2 separate regions of the Mus musculus genome follow, and region 1 is linked to region 2. Evidence: chromatin contacts called from public HiChIP or PLAC-seq data. All regions are on one chromosome and are shown on one strand. Each heading gives the region's core, a stretch centred on a gene start, on an enhancer-like site or on the middle of the called end of the contact. The rest is flanking DNA. Distances are from core to core; before and after follow the strand shown. Region 1 overlaps Lsm14a (LSM14A mRNA processing body assembly factor). Region 2 holds the start of Garre1 (granule associated Rac and RHOG effector 1).

The links. HiChIP or PLAC-seq counts read pairs in DNA pulled down with a chosen protein or histone mark.
Region 1: a contact with region 2 is called in a CTCF HiChIP or PLAC-seq map of the NIH/3T3 cell line, with 18 read pairs. The contact joins the enhancer-like site here to the promoter of Garre1 in region 2. A contact is called at or near these places in 3 of 39 promoter capture datasets (the C10 cell line, cranial neural crest and embryonic stem cells), 1 of 15 datasets of contacts at CTCF or cohesin (the NIH/3T3 cell line), 17 of 484 Hi-C or Micro-C datasets (the C2C12 cell line, Th1 cells, adipose-derived mesenchymal stem cells and 8 more), 12 of 115 datasets of contacts at active chromatin or transcription factors (CD8 T cells, the SCID.adh cell line, bone marrow-derived macrophages and 7 more) and 3 of 9 other capture datasets (adipose tissue, liver and pancreatic islet).

What each region holds. Positions count from the first base shown.
Region 1 is chr7:34,347,515-34,350,214 of GRCm38.p6, reverse strand. It overlaps Lsm14a (LSM14A mRNA processing body assembly factor), which reads left to right. Exons shown (of 11, transcript NM_025948.3): 10 at 2,233-2,289. The coding sequence ends at 2,256. Among named protein-coding and RNA genes, the nearest start is that of Garre1, 35 kb to the right of the region's middle. Within about 2 kb of position 1,399, at least 58 of the 459 cell types and tissues checked have an H3K27ac peak or open chromatin away from gene starts, as enhancers often do. A contact at or near this core is called in the C2C12 cell line, the NIH/3T3 cell line, adipose-derived mesenchymal stem cells and 6 more, where this site is marked.
Region 2 is chr7:34,312,262-34,314,961 of GRCm38.p6, reverse strand. Garre1 (granule associated Rac and RHOG effector 1) reads left to right here and starts at 1,415. Exons shown (of 14, transcript NM_172741.3): 1 at 1,415-1,470.

The sequences.
Region 1 (2,700 bases), core at 150-2,649, 35 kb before region 2:
GTGAAAGAGGCCAGTTAATAAGGAAGCATTGCAGCTATCTTATTAAAGGGTCCTAGTTTATTGTCAAGGAAAGAAAATAGAAAAGGGCAAAATCCTGTTATACAGAGAGCCACTGATAATAACAAAAGACAGTTGCAAAAATTTGCTGATAGGAGTTTTGTTGTCCAGTTTTTAAAACCAGCCATTGTTGAGGGTCTATGTGGAAGGACGTTGGTATTCGTGGCTTTGGGACCAGCTATGTTGATTTTAATATCTTGGATATTGTGCCCAGCCACACAATTACAAGACCCCTTCAGAGCTCAGAGCTCCTCACATCATGGACTGCTCTTGCTTATCTGGTGTCTTAGAGTTACCAGTGACCCCAGCATAGCTCAGTAGTTCTTCCTCAAGTGGAGTACTTGACACTGATGATTAGCCACTGACTTGGGGTTTGTCTTTCCTTCATTCCTTTCTCTCTTTTTCCTTTTGAGACAGGGTCTTCCTGTGTAGCCCTGGATGTCCTGAAACTCATTATGTAGACCAGGCTGGCCTCAAACTCACAGACCCCAGACTCTGTGACTAAAGCTGTATGACACCCTGTCTAGCCTTAATTTCTTTAATACTCTTCGATTTTGTCTGAAACATTCTATATGTCGTTTCATGATCTGTTTCTCTCTCCTCATCAGAAATCTAGTATTGTGTCTAGTCCTGTTGACTGTGGGGCCACCCTCTGCAGCCTTGTGCGTTTTTGAGTGCCCACAATATTCTTATCTAGAGTTGTGTTTGTTTGTTTGTTTGTTTTTTCTCTTTCTAACTTACAATTTCCTCCCTCCCTTCCTTCCTTGCTTCCTTCCTTCCACCTAATGCTGCCTAGAATGTTTAGGGATTGGTAGAAGGTATCTTACACACAAAGTCAGAATCCCAGTAGCCAAGGCTGGCCTCAAATTTCTGTGTAGTTGAAGGTGATCATGAACTTCTGATCTTCTTGCCTCTGCCTCCCAAGTGCTGGAGTTATACGTGTGGGCCACCATACCTGAGTTTTGTGTGATAGGGATTGAGCTCAGGGTCTCACGAATGCTAGGCAAGCACTCTTTCAACTGAGCTATACCCCAGTCTTCAGTATTCTTGAGAGAGAAGGTGAGTGTGAGCTGCTGTGTGTATGCTGGTGTGCTCACAGTCACCCATGTGTGCTTTCTTGCTCAGATACTTTCACTCCCTCTTCTGTGAGTTTGCCTACTTGTTGTTTTGTCTCACATATTGCTTCTGCCGTATATTTCTTGGGTCCCACCTACTTTGTGTCCTTAGACTGACCTTGCCCCTTTTCTGGGTTGTTCTGGGTAAACCATTCATATGTGACCACCTCACTACATCCATTAATTTGGAATGCCAACTATATGACGCCCACAGATGAAATTCCTGACAAGTAGTTTATGACAGGAAGGGTTCCAGGGAACGACCCACCCAGGGAGGGAAGGCACAGCAGTGGGTGCTTGAGGAGGCTGCTCACACGACACCAGCAGCTGGGAAGTAAAGACAGTTGAGTGCTGCTGCTCAGGTCTTCCTCTTCTCAGTTCAGGACCCCAAGCCCGTATTCATTCTCACCCCCAGCCTCAATCCTGTCAAACAGACAATCAGGATTAGCCATCACACCTAAACTCCCTTAGACATTTACAGTGATTCTCATTGTGAAACGAGAAGCTTTGTCCTGGAGCACTGAACTCTTTTCTAAAGCATTATGTCCTGCTAAACCCCCGGAGTGGAAGTTGCTGCTCTGGGCAGCCTTACTAAGATCAGCTGGTTTAGTGTATGAGCACTGACTGGTGTGAGTGTCAGTAAGAAAGGGGATGTCTGGATTGGGATATGAGTGTAGTCAACTTCTTTCTCATATGCTACTGTTAAGTAGTTTCAGTGACTGTGGTGGGTAATACATTTGAGTCTTATATTCAGTCAGAGATCCTGAGACAATGAGGAATTTGGAATGGAGACTGGAGGTGACTCAGTTTGGTTACCAACACCCATGTCATATCTGCCTGTAACTCCAGTGCCAGGCAGTCCTCTGGCTTCCACAGGCATGCATACACAGAGAGACAAATGATATATATGGAGGTTTTTTTGTTTCTGTTTTTAAATTTGGGCGGGTGTGGGAAGAATCTGAAATGACTCAGTCTCTTTCCTTCCCCTTTTATTTTCTTCTCCCTCCCTTACCCCCTTTCTCTCCCTGTCTTTCTCCTATCTTTTTTTTTAACCTTTCAGAAAACCACGGCTTTTGGACCCTAAAAGGTCTGGATTGGTCATACTGCTTTCTGAAAGGTAAAAAAAGAAAAGAAAGAAAGAAATTGGGAGGTGTGAAGGTTGGTTTGGTGGGGACAGAGGGCTATCTTTAGTTTGGTACTTGTTTCTAGACCAGCTTGTACGTTGCCATGTGTGTTTCAGTTTAAAGTAACAGAACACACAGTTTGGTATTGTACCCTCAGAGGAAGTTTTTCAACTAGGAAGTAGCTGACCTCCTGTAACTGGGATGTACATCTGTAAAAATTAGATGTGGTACAGGGTGTGGTTGTACACACCTTTAATCCCAACAGTTGGGAGGCAGAGGCAGAAGAATTTCTGAATTCCAGGTCAGCCAGGGCAGTTACACAGAAAAACCCTGTCTCTTGGGGAGGCGGGGGGTGGGGGGGATAGGTATGGCCATCATTCTGTGTATGAGGGGGATTGGCTCCA
Region 2 (2,700 bases), core at 166-2,665:
GGTGGTTGTGAGCCACCATGTGGTTGCTGGGATTTGAACTTAGGACCTTTGGAAGAGCAGTCGGGTGCTCTTACCCACTGAGCCATCTCACCAGCCCCACAACCACCCTTTTTTAACTTTTCTTTATTTCTCTGTAATAAATTTGCCTTCATTTCAGTTACTCCTCTAAGTGTTTATGTCTTTCATCTTTATCACTGTGAGAACGTCAACTTTGTAGCCCCTGACCTGGGTGGACCTTTAATGATCACTGAGTCTCTAGCACCCTAGGATCTGGGGCCAAGCACAACCCAGTCCTGAAAGATTTTGTTGTTTTCAAATACTGCATCAAAATCTACATCCATACTTTCCCCTAATGCTGAGGGTGAACCCAATGCCTGTCCTGTGCTAAGTAAGTGCTTTACCACTAAACTGGATTTCAGCCTGATACAACCATTCCTGCCTCCGGGTTTCAGACCTCGAGTCTGGGCAATCCTGACAGCTTCCCAAGTACTGCCAAATAAGCCCTTGTTTAAAACAGGGAGTTTGGAATGTTCTTAGATAAATCCTATCTTCTCTAGTTTTCTGACAATGAAACATTTGATAATTATTCACCTTTTGTGTGTGTGTGGTTTTTTTTTTTTTTTTTTTTTTTGAGACAGGTTCTATGTAGCCTTGGCTAGCCCTGGATTTGCTATGTAGACCAGGCAGGGTTCAAATTCATAGAAATCTGCCTGCTTCTGTCTTCTGAGTGACTGGGACTTAAAGGTATGCACCACCACTCCCAGCCTAAAACATGTGTCTTAACCTCCCAAACTCTCATTGCAAAACCCTGGGGCTGTAATATGTGCCCCTGACAAGTTGAGTAGTACTCTATCTCCGAGCTACGATCTCGGGTCCCTTTCGCCTATTTGTGTTTTGCTGTGTGCTGTCATGTAGTCCTCCTCAGGTTTTGTTTTAAAATTCCTTTTTTTTTTTTTTTTTTTTCCTTTTTCTTTTAGGGATCTTAGCTCTTGATCTAACCCGGAGGGTAATTATCTGGACATCCACTTCCATTGGGTCGGGGTACTCTCTCCTTCTCTCTTCTACTTTCCCCTCCTACCATCTGCCACAAATGGCACTACATCATTACAGTGATTTGTGACAGTAGTATTCTGTTGGCACCGCTCACGAAGCAATCCCTGAGGGTGCTAGTACTATCCCGCTCCTACATCGTCTGTCAGGTGTGATGTCTAGCGATCAATGGTTCTATCATTAATTTCAATGATAAATACGCGAGGACGCAACCGAGCCCCTCAGCAGGGTTCCGACTAGGTCTGGAAACAGGGAGGGAACGCAGAGCTTCGCCGCCGCCCATCCAGCACGAGGGGAGGGTGGGCTCCGGCCGGGGAAACCGCAGCGACCGCCTGGGGCGGGGGCGGGGCCGCCCGCCGACGTCACTTCCGGTGTACACAGCCGGTCCGGGCGGTGCGCCGGAGCCGGGGCGCTTCGCAGGTGAGGTACGGTCGCCAGCGGGCTCGGGTCGGCGGGGACTGGCTAGGGGTAGCGGGCGGCGGGTCGCAAGGGCGACTGGCATCGAGGCGAGCTCGCGGGGTGCCGCTTCCCTCGGCGCCGTCCCTCGCCCGCCTGCTGTGGAGGACGCCGGGCTCGGCGGGCGCTGGCCGGGCGGACGGAAGCCCGGAGGGGCCTCTCGGCGCGCGCCCGGGACGAGACCCTGAGGGGCGCGTTGGCGCTGAAGGACGCGGCTGCCTTGGGCCGCCGCGGGGGATCCGCTCCCGGAAGCTCGGGGCGCCGTGCGCCCGGGGCTGGCGGCCTGTGGGCGACCTGGGTCCACGGGCACAGGCGGGCGCCGCTGCCCTCAGGCCGCCCCGCGGCTCCCCGGCCGGCCGCGCGCCCCTTCCTGGCTCCCTCTGAGCCCGTGGGCGCGGCGGGGGTCAGAGGAGGGCCGAGGCTGGGCTAGGACTGAGGAAGGACCCACACCCGTCGGGCGAGCGCCGGGGTCAGGGGTGTGTCTTCCTGCTCCTCGTGGAGCAGGGGAAAAAGAGCATGCCTGTTTGGCATGATAAGAATTTTGTTTATACTTTAACCAAAATTGCCTGGGAAACGATCAGCCTGGGGAGCCCCCAGTTTGAAAATAGATTGTCCTTGCCCTTCCCCACCCGTTGCCATTATGAAAGCGATTCATTCTTCTGTCCTTGTAAAAAACACTCGCCACTGTATACAAAGTGTCAGGAGGGAAAATGACCACGGCGACTCGGTGACAACCGCTCCTAACATTTTGGTGACATCAGTAAGTGCAGATATATATACTGTCACTCTTAGAGGTTTTGTAGTAGAACATCGAGTACCATAATTTATCCAAACTCTAATGAATATTTGATTGTCCCTGTCACAAGAAAAAACACTTGTGGCAAAAAGGATTTATTTGATTATTGTCTTCGGCTAAATTTACAAATGGGGGTCAAAGGTAACATTCCGTTTTTCTCCTTGTGGATATGCTTGGAAACCTCAAACGCACTGTTGTAGAAAATTACATCTGTGTTTGCTTCTCATAATTGCTTTAACATTTTTAACCTTTTTTAAAAAATTTGTTTATTTACTCATACTTATTTTGAACAGACCCCCACGGTGTAGACCAGATTGGCCTTAAGCTCACAGAGATCTCTCTGCTTCAGTTTCTCAAGTGCTAGAATTAAAGACACAGGCCAAGAGGCCTTGCCTTTG